Linked DNA regions of Sus scrofa: region 2 is linked to region 1. A link is a contact called in public Hi-C data. All regions are on one chromosome and are shown on one strand. Each heading gives the region's core, a stretch centred on a gene start, on an enhancer-like site or on the middle of the called end of the contact. The rest is flanking DNA. Distances are from core to core; before and after follow the strand shown.

Region 1 (6,304 bases), core at 1,791-4,290:
CAAGCACTTAATACAAGTTACCAAATGTCCCCTGCCGCCCTGAGAGCCAGGCATCCTCAGATTGCTCTTGAGGAAACCCAGCTTTAGCAGCTGAGCCCCCAGTGGGGTGGGAGTCCCTGGGAGCTAGTTAAACTGTTTCCAAGGGAGCTGAAGCTGGGTCAGTGGCATGCCGGTGTGCTGCTGGGCCAGCCTGTGCCATTGCCCATCAGTGTGCCATCCACTTACAGGGGGACTGGGAAGCAGGGCTGTGAGGTCACTGCAGTCTGGGCAGGTGGCTCCCCAGGGAGGGGACAGACAGCAGATACCTCCGCTGGCCTAGGCACTGCGCCAGGCTGTGAGGTCCATGGCACTCACTGTCTCCAGTAGACTGTGGTCTGGGGAGAGCTGCTTCCTGGAGGAACAGGCGCTCCCCATCCCCAGATTCCCAATTGGCTGGCCAGTCCTTGACTCCCCTAGTTACTCAGCCCTCAGCCAGGGCTCTGGAAGGCCTGCTGGGAACAGATGGGGCAGCACCCCCAGGCCTCAGCATCAGTCTCTGGGCCCTGCTGTGGGAGTGTCCCAGTCTTTCCAGAGTCCTAGGCCCCTCTCGCTGTCTCCTGCTGCCCCACCCTCAGGACTTGGATTGGCCCTTTCCCCACTCTGCTGTCTCTGGTCATGCCCATCGAGGCATTAGGCCCGGCTCACACAGCAGGGCAGAGAAGCCAGCACCCCTGGGAGCACTCAGAAAAGCCACAAAGGAGCCAGGCCTGGGTGCCCCATGGAGAAAGTGAGCAGGGAAGGGCAGCGGGGGCCCGAAGCTCTCTGGGGGAAGCTGCAGAAGCAGGCAGGTGGGGAGGTGACCCAGAAGGGCCTGTGTCTGCTTAGGGCACCCACACCTGTAGCATACAGAGGTTCACAGGCTAGGGTCAAATTGGAGCTACAGCTGTCGGCCTACACCACAGCTATGGCACCTCAGGATCCAAGCTGTGTCTGAGACCTACACCCCAACTCACGGCAACACCGGATCCTTAACTCACTGAGCAAGGCCAAGGATCAAACCCACCTCCTCATGGATATTAGGTTCATAAACTGCTGAGCCACAATGGGAACGCCTTTTTATCTTAATTTTTAACTTAATAACAGAGCACATATATTTTCTTCCAACATCAAAAGCTCCCTATCACTTACAAAAATGCCATCACATCACTATGCACATGCACCCTAATCCAGTCCCTTACTGGCGGGCATCTGGGGCTGAATCTTCAGGATCTTTAGGAAGAATACCAGCTGAATAGCACTCTCCACTGAGCCTCTCTCCCTCTTCTAGGGATGGACCCCCTCCCCTCAGCAGAGGTGTTCCTCACATAGAAGCAGGTGCTGTCTGGGAAGCAAGGCCTGGTGCCTGACCTAAGATGGCAGGGAGCACTCTATCCTCCTCAGTCCTCCCGGCACCAATGGGTCCTGCACCCACAGTGTGACAGGTGATCAAGGCCTCCCTCACTGCTCAGCCCAACATCCCCGTTCATGGTGAACACCATGCTTCAAGCATCCGAGGGAGAGCCTGCTTCCTGGGCAGAGGGAATCCTGCAGCCCCTTTTGGCACAAGTGTAGTGGTGACTCAGCGCTCCAAGCAGGCGAGGGCGGAGAGTCTGCTGGCATCCCAATCCTAGGACGGGGAGCTGAGGGCCGGCTGCCTTGCAGGCAGCTGGGGCTGGAAACCTTTGGCAGAGATGCAGGAGACCAGGGTCCTCTTTTCCCCAGAGAAGCCTAAAAACTCTCTGTTTCCAAGACAACCTTGGAGCTCCCAACCCCAAGCCAAGCAAGGAGTGGGTCCGTCTGTGGACTGTGAGGCCCTGAGTTCAGGAGCAGCGTTGGGGAGAAGAGCAGCACCCTCCACAGTCTTGGGAAGACAGATGCTACCCATAAACCCACACAAACCTCCCAAAGAGAGAGACCAATTGGAGAGGGGTGGGAAAGGGTGTGTAGAGCTGTGCCTGGTGCCCCTGAGTCCCAGGGCCAATGGCACTCACAAGGGCCTTCCCAGCTTCTCCAGCACATGACCCCACTTGCACCTCCCCTGGAGGGACTGGTTCCAGGGCACACAGCCAGCAGGGAGCTGGGACAACACCAGAACTCAGCCTACCCAGCTCTCCCTCCTCCCCTCTGCCTGCCCCCAAGTAAGGGGGCATCCCCCCTCCTATAGCTCGCCCATGGCTCCATTTCCTCCTGGAACTGCCCTGGGTAAGTCTGGAGGCCTTCGGGGCCAGGAGCAAGTTTTCACGTTGCCAACTCCCATACCTCCCGATGTCGCGCAGAGCTAAAAGCCCTGCACCTCCCACAGCAATGAGAGACACCGTCCTGCTCCAGACCTTAGGTTAAGGGCGCGCCAGGGGCGGCAAGTTAAACACCCCTGGGTGCAGGAAGTCAGTCCTGCAGCTTCCACTGCAAACCCATCAGGGGCGCCTCTCTGGCCGCAGGGTTGTGCAGGGGCCGCCAGGGGCGCCCTTGCCCTGCCCCCAGGAGCGGTCCAAGCTGGGCCGCGGAGGGCAAGGGATTCCCCGCGCCATGCACAGGTAATGAATCCCCAGCCAGGCAGGGGCTGGGGAAGCCAACAATTTGCCTGCAGCCAGCGCCCGCAGTTTTCCAGCCTCCGCTGCCAAATGAAACGTCGCACACCGGGTCCCCAGAACTGCCAGGCTGTCCGTCCCCTCCCCCTCCGGAGAAAAGCAGAAATAACAAACTAAGTGCCTGTAGGGAGCCCACCCGACCACTCTACCGCGGCCCCCGGCGCCCAGCCCCTCTGCCCCTCTCTCCACTCTGCGACGGGGCAAGGTCCGGCCCAGCTCCGGGCAGAGCAGGCCTGGCGCTCGCCAAGCCCTGGCACCCTCTTCCCGCCCCCGCACGGCCGCTATTTATAGCTGGGGAAGCACCGCGCGGGCCGCCGCTGCCCACCCGCCGGCCGGCTCACCATCCCCGGGAGCGGCCCGCGCAGCTCCCGGTCCGCGCCACCCGCCGCCAACTTGCTGGCTCGGCTCGGCGAGTGGCTTTCGCTTTCGCGCGCCCACTCGCGGCGCCGGCGGGTCGGCGAGGCTCGCCTGGGGCTCGCCGGCGGGCTTCTCTCGGGCCCCGCCCGCCCCTGCGCGCCGCCCACCTGGCGCTATGCGGGCGCCGCCGGGGGCAGGGGGCGCCGCGGCCCAGCAGCCGCCGACTTCCTCCGCCAGGCGCCCGAGAAACCGCGGCCCGCGGGCTTCCTGCTGCGCCAGGCGGGCCGGGGGCCGGGCGGGGGGCGGCTGTCGAGCCGGCCCGGAGGACTGAGCAAAGCTCGGAGAGCGGCGAGACGGCCGAGCGGAGAGAGGGAGGGTCGCAGCCCCGGCCCCGGGCAAGTTCCTACCCGCCGGCTACGCCGTGGCATCTGTGCACGGAGCTAGGGCGGGCGCCGGGCCATGGCGCGGAGGCTCGCTCGCTCGCTCACGGCGGGCCAGGGCGGGGCGGCAGGGCCGGACGGGGCGCGGGCGCTCGCTCGCTCGCTGCTTAGCCTGGAAGCGGGCCCAGCAGCATAACTGACTTTGCCGGCCAATCCTCGCGGGTTCCGGGCCGGACCGCCCGCGCGGCGGTGGTACCTGGGGGCACAGCCCTCACTGCGGGCAGCTGTGGGACCGGGGCATGAAGGGGCGTCCAGGAGTGCAGAGGACAAGGGCGCCAGCAGGGCTGTCGTCCCCCTGCACGCGTGTCCAGCCTCCTGGAGTTGTGTCCCAGGGCTCTCTGCCGGGCAGAGGTGTGGATGAGTGGGGCCTTGACGATCCAGAGGGGCTGTGGGAGCTGTCGACTTTCCCCGTACCATCCTTAGCGGGGAGGGCAGGGAAACTGATGTCTCCCCTAGGGGGCTTTGCAGTTGGGCAGTGAGGCCCAGCCAGAAGACCCTGGTTGGGGTGGGGGTGGGGCGGTGGGGCTGGCCAGGGAGGATCAGGACCATCATCCCCCTCAGATCTCTGCTGATGCCTGAAGAGGGCTGTGCCCATCTAAGATAAGGAATGGGCTCAGCAGGGATGCTCCCCCCGCCCCACCACCACAGTCCCAGTGAGGGAGCACAGGCTGCCCCAGAACTGGCCACAACTCCTGGTTGCTTCTTCTGCCTCTGCTGAGGAGAGAAGACCTAGCAAAGGCAGGGGTAGAGCTAGGTGAGAAGGCACTGCCCCAGCCCTGGCTGGGCACCATGCCCCATAGCCATTTCTCTCCTGCCAGCTTAATGCCTTGCTAACTGCCCTCCCCCCCGCCAAAACACCCAGAGGCAGCAGATCCAACTGGCCCCTATCCTGGGAACATCTCCCTAAGCCAGGCAGTTTCCACCTGTCCCACCCAGGCTTGCCACGTGCCCCAAGCCAAATTGGCCCAAGGCCAACCTTTAGCCGGATATGTCACTCTCTGCCCGCCCTGCCTCCAGAGGTACAGAGGCAGTGTCTCTCACCCCCTGGAGGATCAGGACTCTGCCAGGCACTGGAAGAGCCAGGTCTGGGCTCCCAGAGGTCACACACCTGCAGGGAGACAGGCCACCTTGAGGCCATGCCCACCTCAGGCTGGATCTCAGGGAGGTTCTCCAGCCACATGTCCTCAAGTCACAAGAGCAGCACACTGTCCACACTTGTGTTGTCACAACACCCACAGGGTCACACAGCAGTTAGGTCCAGTATAGCTGAAATCCACCCTCAGGCCTGGTTGGCTCCAGAGCAGGTGGGGACAACCAACCTCCCCCCACCCCTCCCCACTGTCCCCAAGTCTGGAGCAAATACAAAGGCTTACACCCTGCATGGCTCTCAATCTCACTGCATACCTGATCCTCTGTAAGGTCAGATCCAGGGAGGCTCAGCACACCCAGGCCAGGAAGAAACGGGGTGTGCTGAGAGCGTAGTTCCCTGGAAAACAGCACTTGTGTGCAGGGCCCCCACACAGAGCCTGACAGTGGGGTCTCACTGTCACAAGCAGAAGGCAGGCGTGTGGTGAGCGATGGGAGCTCAGGGGCTCTGGGGAGAGATGCCCTGGGCGAATGCCCAGGACCTCAGCCTCCTCCCAGCCCAAGCCATGTCCTGCAGCCCGAGCCATCAGTGCCAGCCTCTCCTGAGACCCAGGGGATGGGGATGGGCATCAGCACCTCTAGCTGACAGGCCATATAACAGGGAGGTGGGGCCCAGAGGATGCATGCAAGGAGCCCCCAGGGCTTCATGTGACAGTGGGGACCAGTAGGCCTGCCTGCACCAGAGCCTTGAGAATTATAGGGGCCTGAAAGAACCTTGTGCCCCTACCCCAGGACTTGTCACGACCCTATGCACGAATGCCCCTTGGGTCCTAATTGCCCACAAAGCACTTGGACATGCAGGACACCAGCCTGTGACACTGCCTGAGAGAAACAGTTCCTCACTCACAGGACCACACCTGAAGGCTCCTGCAGCACTGTGCCACCCTTACCTTGCTCCCTCAAGGCCAACAGGAGCTCCATGTGCAAGGATGGGCCAGTGTAACCTGTGAGTTGGCTGTTCTGGGTGAATCCTGGTGGTGGGAGTGTCCCTGGCCACCGGTCTGGGTGCTGAAGGGTGTGCTCCAGCCTTTCTCTAGAGTCACTCTTATCACTGGCGTGGTCACACTGAGTGCCCAGGGACTGCCTGAGCCTGCACAGGCTCCTGGGAGGAGGGATGTAGAGGTGGATGGAGGGCCTGGGCCGCAGATAGGCCCAGCATCTGAGAAGCTTATACCTCACAAGCCCCCTTGGGAACACACACCTGCTCTTTGCCTCACAGGCCCGCACCCCAGCAGGGTTGGCCCGGACCCAGAGATGGCTGCTGCCCAAGGAGCTGCCCAGGGAACCATGTGGCCTAATGTCCCCACATAGGCACCCCTCTCAAGACCCGAGCCATTGCAGACCTGCAGAGTGCTCCTGGTTCTTTGACCAGGACCCTACCCTGACCTGACCCCTGCCTTGCCCAGGCTGTCCAACATTGCCTCTTGGGTAGCAAAGATGCCTCGTGGAGTTAACAATCCAAATTCTCAGCACTGGAGCTTGGAGCTGCCAGCTAGCTTGGAGGAAGAGCCTTCCCTACTGTGGGACACTGGCTCTGTATGTCAGGTGCCTGGGCAACCTCTGCTATGGGAGTGCCAGCATCACAGTCCCACACCAGGCAGCTCTCTCTCCTTTCCCTGATGGCCGAGACAGAAATGTGCCTTTGTCCTCAGGCACACGGGCCCAGCTGCAGCCCCACATCACCCTCACTAGAGCCTCTGGCATGTGGAAATGGCTCGGACTGCGTGATGCAGCTGCAAAGTGTCCTTGGTTTCA
Region 2 (6,484 bases), core at 1,992-4,491, 120 kb after region 1:
CAGTACAGGTCCAGAAAGAGCTCAAGCACCATCGCTGTGCTGGCTTAGTACTGGGCCACTTCACAATGGTGCCCGCGCTCTGGTTCGTGACCCTCCCTGAAGCCTACTCCCTCCACCACTGGCTGGGCACCCAGCCAGGCCACCACACCTCTTGGAGACTGGAGGTGGGTGGGCTGTGCCCCTGTGAGGGGCACTGGTTTTCCAAAGGCAAGGTCCCCAGCCTGGCCCCCCTCCTCCTCCATAGTACAAGCCTGTGGACACTCCCACCCCTGCTCCCTCCCTCTGCCTGGCTGGGGCCAAACCACCCCCTACTCCATCTCTGCTTCTCTCCAGCCTGGGCAGCTTCCATGTCCTTCAAATCCACTGGGGGCCAGCTGAGGACACACACTTCAGGGTTATTTTGTTTGGTCGGTTTTTGTTTTAGGGCCACACCCCGCAGCATGTGGAAGTTCTCTGGGATTGAATCTGAGCCACAGCACAGCCGTGGGATCCTTTAACCCACTTGCTGGGCTAGGGATGGAACCCACACCTCTGCAGTGCCCCGACCCCCTGCAGTCAGATTCTTAACCCACAGCACAGGATGAAAGGGGATTTTCTTTTCTTTTTTCTTTTCTTTCTTTCCTTTCCTTCCTTCCTCCCTCCCTTCCTTTTTCATGAGGAGAGCCCTGGAAGATTGCCCCCAGCCCTCCCACCCATAAGAAAATCAATCACTCCATTGAAAATAGACATGTGGGGTAGGAAACCAGGAGAAACTTGAAAGGGCAAGTCCCTAAACATTTATGTTTGGGCTCCTGGCTGGTTGTAAGGAGCCCCAGGAGGGTGGGAATGGTCTGCAAAAGGCGGAGGTGACCTGACCGTAGCCTGCACAAGCCCCAAGGACCCAGATCTCAGGGAAGCCAGTGGTGGCTGGGGCTGGGTAAGCTCAGGGGCACTCCCTGCTGCACAGACAGAGGGGCAGAGGGCCCCAATAGGACTGCAGGTTCTAAGATGCTTACCCTTCCATGTCCCAAACACCTTCCTAAGGCAACGACGTACAAGGGCCCTTCACAAATACAAGAAAAGGCCACAGGAGAGGGAAAGCAAGGAAAGTGCCCAGGTTTACTCTTAAAAATGTAAATCCCCAGAGAAACCAGTCTGAGAAGCAATAAGAAAGGAAGGAGCTTTCGTCGTGGCTCAGCAGTAACAAATCCAACTAGCATCCATGAAGATTTGGGTTCAATCCCTGGCCTCACTCAGTGGGTTAAGTATCCAGCGTTGCCGTGAGCTGTGGTGTAGGTTGCAGACATGGCTCGGATCCTGACTGGCTGTGGCGTAGGCTGACGGCTGCAGCTCTGATTTTGACCCCTAGCCTGGGAACTTCCAAATGCCGCAGGTGTGGCCCTAAAAAGCAAAACAACAACAACAACAACAAAAACCAAAAATACACACAAGGCAAAAGAAAAACAGGCAATTCTTAGAACATGAAAAGTGAGTTGACAAAAAACATATAAAAAGAAGCCTAAACTTACTAAAAGAAGTTAAAATTGCAATGTTATTAACGCTATTTATTCCACATCCAACAGGTTTAAAATATGTTCAGTATGTTGTTCAGTATTCTATTATAACCTTATAATAGTGAAGAGTTGAAAGCATTCTCAACACCCATTTACCAAAAGAATCTAACACAGTGCAGGGCGAAAATTAGTGAATTAAGCCCACATACCTGCCTGAGAGAGAGCATCTCAGACAACTGAGGGGCAAAGTGCCCAAAAAAATGCAAACCATGAAGCCAGCTACCAGGACTGTGCCAAAAAGGTAAAATTTTACCTTTGTTTTCTGAGGGTTTTTTCCAGCTGGGCCTGATTGGCATAATAAAGATCAACAGGAGAAAAGCATAAAAAACGTATTAATACAAGTTTTTCCTGATGTGGGACCCTTCATAAGGATTGATGACCCAAAGATGGCAAACTCAACATGCTTTTATGTTAGGTTGAACACAGAGGTCATGGGGAGAAAATAAACTACATGGAGAGGCTAACGGAAGATTATTTTCACAAGGTTTGTACAGAATTCTCTTGGTCTCAACTTCTCCTCCTTGATGTTAAGTCCATTACTTTCCTTCTGGTGCGTGGAAAACCTTTTCCTATGGCAATTTCATCTCCTGTTCTTAATAAAAAGACAATCAGGCAGTTCCTGTTGTGGTTCAGCAGCTTAAGAACCCAATGTAGGAGTTCCCGTCGTGGCGCAGTGGTTAACGAATCCGACTAGGAACCATGAGGTTGCAGGTTCGGTCCCTGCCCTTGCTCAGTGGGTTAACGATCCGGCATTGCCGTGAGCTGTGGTGTAGGTTGCAGACGCGGCTCGGATCCTGCATTGCTGTGGCTCTGGCGTAGGCCGGTGGCTACAACTCCGATTCGACCCCTAGCCTGGGAACCTCCATATGCCGCGGGAGCGGCCCAAGAAATAGCAACAACAAAAGACAAAAGACAAAAAAAAAGACAAAAAAAAAAAAAAGAACCCAATGTATACTCTGAGGATGCAGGTTCCATCCCTGGCCTTGCTCAGTGGGTTAAGGATCCTGCGTTGCCACAAGCTGTGGTGCAGGCCTGCAGCTCCAGCTTCCATTAAACCACTAGCCCGGGAACTTCCATATGCTGCAGGTGTGGCTTTTAAAAAAAGAAAAGAAAAAAAAAAAAGGCGAATCAGTGTCTTTCTTGCATTTGCTGTTTCTTCAAGTATCTTTGACTCAAAATCGTCAATATGCCAAAGCAGCCTATTTTGGGATGGTAGTTCTGAACTCCTTCAATTACAGACACATAGCCACAGCCACCACCAGATTCCTGAATGTGGTTTCCTCCGAGGAGACTGAGGTGGAAGCACCCAGGGTGGCCCTCACTTACGCCTGATCCAAACGGGGGATACACGAGTACTCATATATTATTCTTTATAATAATAAATTAAAACTACCATACCAACAAAAAGGTCACGGCAATAAACCAAAATTATGTCAGACGGGCTTTCTCTTGGACGGGTGTTTTACGCGAGCCCTCAGCACAGCAACTTATCAGCCCTCACTTCGCGGCTTGGGACCCCCTGTCAAGCACAGGCGTCCTGGCGCCACAGACCCTGGAGCTTGCAGGGGGTGGGCGGATCCCCCGACCTCGCCGGCCCCGCCCCGCCCCCGCCCCCGCCCCCGCCCCCGCCCGGCGCTGCTCGCGGTGCTTGCCGGGAGGAAGGGGTGTGGGTGGGCGGGTTGCCTGGCAACAGGCAGCCGGCTCGCGCCAGTCAGTTAAGGTCTGGTGACTTGAGCTGCCCCTGTGCTCTGGGCCTCTTGAGTGCGGCGGGTGGTTCCGTTATTGCCAAGCGGCATCCGAGGCTGACGGGAAGGGGAGGGAAAGGACCCGGGAGCGGAGCGTAAGGGAAGGATCTGGGGCGCAAAGAGATCTGGGGCGGAGACCCCGAGGGGCGAGGGCAGGGAGTGCAGCCTCCTGTCGGCGGTGGGAGGAACTGTTCGGGTCCCTGGGGGAAGACAGGGAGAAGGGGAGACAGGAGGGCGCGAAGAGACGAGGGTGGACCCAAAAAGTGGAGAGAAAAAAGAAATGAAGGAACCGAGCAGGGCGGCCTCCTGACAAAGCTGAGTCCATGGCGACTTTCCCCAGCCTTAGAAGCCCCTTCATTAAGCAGACCATAATAGACCCCTACTAATTTTTAGATCAATATTTTTTATGCACAGGATGGGAGAGGGAAAGGGTGGAGGACAGTCAGGAGACCTGAAGCAAGAGCCCAGTTCCAGAGCAGGAAGGAACCTCAGAGGTTACTGTCACTTGCAGGTGAAAGTGTGACCGCAGCTCTTTCCGGCACCTAAAGCTCTCTTAACCACCCTTCGTCTTAGCTCTACCTGTGGGAGACTTACCTTTGGGTTGAGGAGAAAGAGGGACAGATGGACAATAGCAACGCAAGGAAGGGATGCCAATGGGAGGAGAGAGTGAAAGCACCCTGGGGGCACACCCTGGTGAGAACTAGACACTAGTTTTAAGGGAAGTCTGTGTCATGAACACCCCAGTCCCATTTCAGGGCTTCTGGATGAGGTGGACCAAGTGTAGGACTAGGGGGTCAGAGCAAGAAGCCTCTCAGGATCCCTTGTCAATAGGAGACTTAACATGGGGTTCCCCCCCCATCTTGTTCATGCTTTGTTCATCCTTTGCCAGGGCACCTTGGGGACCCAGCCCACCTCCCTCAGGGAGGACCTTGGCAGTCTTCTGGTAGAATCTGTTCTGACCTTAGGTGAATGGCCCCTGTAGAGCAGGTTACATCCCAATGGGGAGGTTACTGAGCTCCCCGAAGTTTTCTGAGGCTGCTTTGTCATCTGTAAAATAATCACAGCTCTTATCTGTTCCTGAGGTGGTTATATCTAGTGAGACACAGTGCTTTTAAAGGGCATGGGGCCCTCAAATGCAAAGACGTGGTACCAGAGAGCCCAGTCCATGTGGCTTGAGGAAGCCACTTGGAAGGGGCTAAAGCCAACCTTTCCCAGCCAAGGCCTGCTGCCACCACCTGCAGGGCCAGGCCACCTCAATGGGCTGCCAGTCTGTTTGTCCTTGTCCTCCCTGGCCCAGCTCTGAGTCCAGAGACCTGGATTTGAATCCTGGATCTGTCACTTACTAGCTGAGTGATCTTGGGCAAGTCATTTCAGCTTTCCTGCTTAAGTAGAGCTAAGATGGCCTGTGAATGAAACCATATAAACCAAGGCATTTCTGGCTCCAGAGGGAGGCCACTGCTGTGGGGGAGGAGCCCCGGCCAGAGAATCTGTTAGAGACAGTTATTTTGTCATCGACTGGCATGGCCTTGGGACAAAGCATCGCAGCTGTCTTGACCTCACTAACTGCCTAGACCTCATCCCTCATGTCATGCTGTCATTATCAACACTGTCAACTCCTTCAGCCTTAACATTGGCCTTGGCCTCAGTTTCCTTCTGTGTGACTTGGAGATGATGACTCCTGCAGAAATCAGAAGCTTGGGATAAGGAAGATCTTAGGTCACATGACAGTTTACCTGCATGAGGTGGGATGTTCAGTCCTGGACAGCAGCAGATGGCACAGCATAACAGAGCTGCGGAGAACATCAGGGGCCCCATTAACAGCCAGTAAGAGTCTGATCCATAAGCAGGAGGGCATTGAGTCTTGAGCGAAGAATTGGTTGGAAAAGCAGGCTGAACAGAAAAGCGGGTCATTGGCAACACACTCAAAATGATAAGCACCCCTTTTTTTATATAAAGCAATTGTTTAGATTGAGAAGTTAATGAATTTTAAAAACAAGTACCACAAATATCACACAAGAAAAATATCCAGACATCTTTATTAACTGTCACATACCTTCACCTTTCAAATGCTCCCTTCCCTGTATTTCTTGACTACAGGCTTTGATTACTTTTCTTTGTGACAATGATTTTATAGTATTTCCTATAGAAAATAGATAATTTCACCTCTTCTTTGGCAGTAAGCATATCCCAGAAGCCATTTATGCACCAAGATACAGTGATGGTAATTTTAAGCAGACTCAGGAGTGACTTCAAAGCATGTGAATCCATGCCACCCCCCCACCCCACATTAGTGATCCCCCAATTTTACCTTCCCCCTTAGCCACACCCCAAATGCCCACAGCTACTCCCACAGTTTTGTGACAGCAGGAATTTACAGTGGAAAGAGACAACCAACTTATAAAAATATCTTCTGCAAATTTTTCAAAAGCACCTGAAAGTTGAAAGCATGTTTGGGACCCCTGAAGAGGCACACAGGTGCCCTGGAGCTTAAGCTCTGCTTACCTTGGCTGTGAAAAATCCACCTTTGCTCTGAGTAATTGCAGCAGTGCTAGGCTCCAGGTTCGCCCCGGGGAGTTGAAGGGAGAGGAGCAGACACCTTTGACCACTGCCAAGCACTGGCTGACTCTTGAATTTTGCCTCATTTTGTGTGGACACACTAACTCCTCTGCTCCATCCACTGCAATATGCACAGCAGGGAGGTTCCTGGCATTTGTGCCCACCCCAAAAAGCCCTCCTCCAGACGGGAAAGGGTCCTTGGCCCTTAGCAGAATTCTCCCTGCTGAGCCCACCACACCCTCTCCTGTGCACACACAGCTGGTCAAGCTGATCCAGAGCACAGGCCATGTCCTGAGCCCTGAGCAGGAGAGGGGTGGGACTGGCAAAGCGATCCCTGGTTCAGGTCCCAGACAGGCCTGGCAGAGCCTCGGCCATATGCCCTTCACCTGCCTGTCTTCTGAGAGGACAGGGGAGGGGGAAAATATAGAAGAAGAAGAAGAATTGGAAGAAAAGCTTGGAAAGGAGGGCAGGGGTGAGGATGGGTGCTGGTCCTGCCACTGACTGGTTGTGTGACTGTGGGGAGGCCTCTTACTTTACCCCTCTGGGCCTCAGTTTCCCCTTAAAGTAGGGCCGCTACCACCTACCTTGCAGGGTTGTTGTGAGGATAACACAAGGTAACGTCTGGGGAAC

What was found. A called contact is a pair of places that touch in the nucleus more often than the background predicts.
Region 2: a Hi-C map of skeletal muscle shows a contact between it and region 1, with 7 times the contacts expected there. The contact joins two enhancer-like sites. A contact is called at or near these places in 1 of 5 promoter capture datasets (fetal skeletal muscle), 2 of 47 Hi-C or Micro-C datasets (liver and skeletal muscle) and 1 of 2 datasets of contacts at active chromatin or transcription factors (alveolar macrophages).

What each region holds. Positions count from the first base shown.
Region 1 is chr14:49,699,346-49,705,649 of Sscrofa11.1, forward strand. All of the region lies in intron 29 of CABIN1 (calcineurin-binding protein cabin-1), which reads right to left. Among named protein-coding and RNA genes, the nearest start is that of SUSD2, 19 kb to the left of the region's middle. Within about 2 kb of position 3,041, at least 58 of the 83 cell types and tissues checked have an H3K27ac peak or open chromatin away from gene starts, as enhancers often do. A contact at or near this core is called in alveolar macrophages, liver and skeletal muscle, where this site is marked.
Region 2 is chr14:49,822,265-49,828,748 of Sscrofa11.1, forward strand. It overlaps the pseudogene LOC106505977. Among named protein-coding and RNA genes, the nearest start is that of MIF, 16 kb to the right of the region's middle. Within about 2 kb of position 3,242, at least 75 of the 83 cell types and tissues checked have an H3K27ac peak or open chromatin away from gene starts, as enhancers often do. A contact at or near this core is called in alveolar macrophages, liver and skeletal muscle, where this site is marked.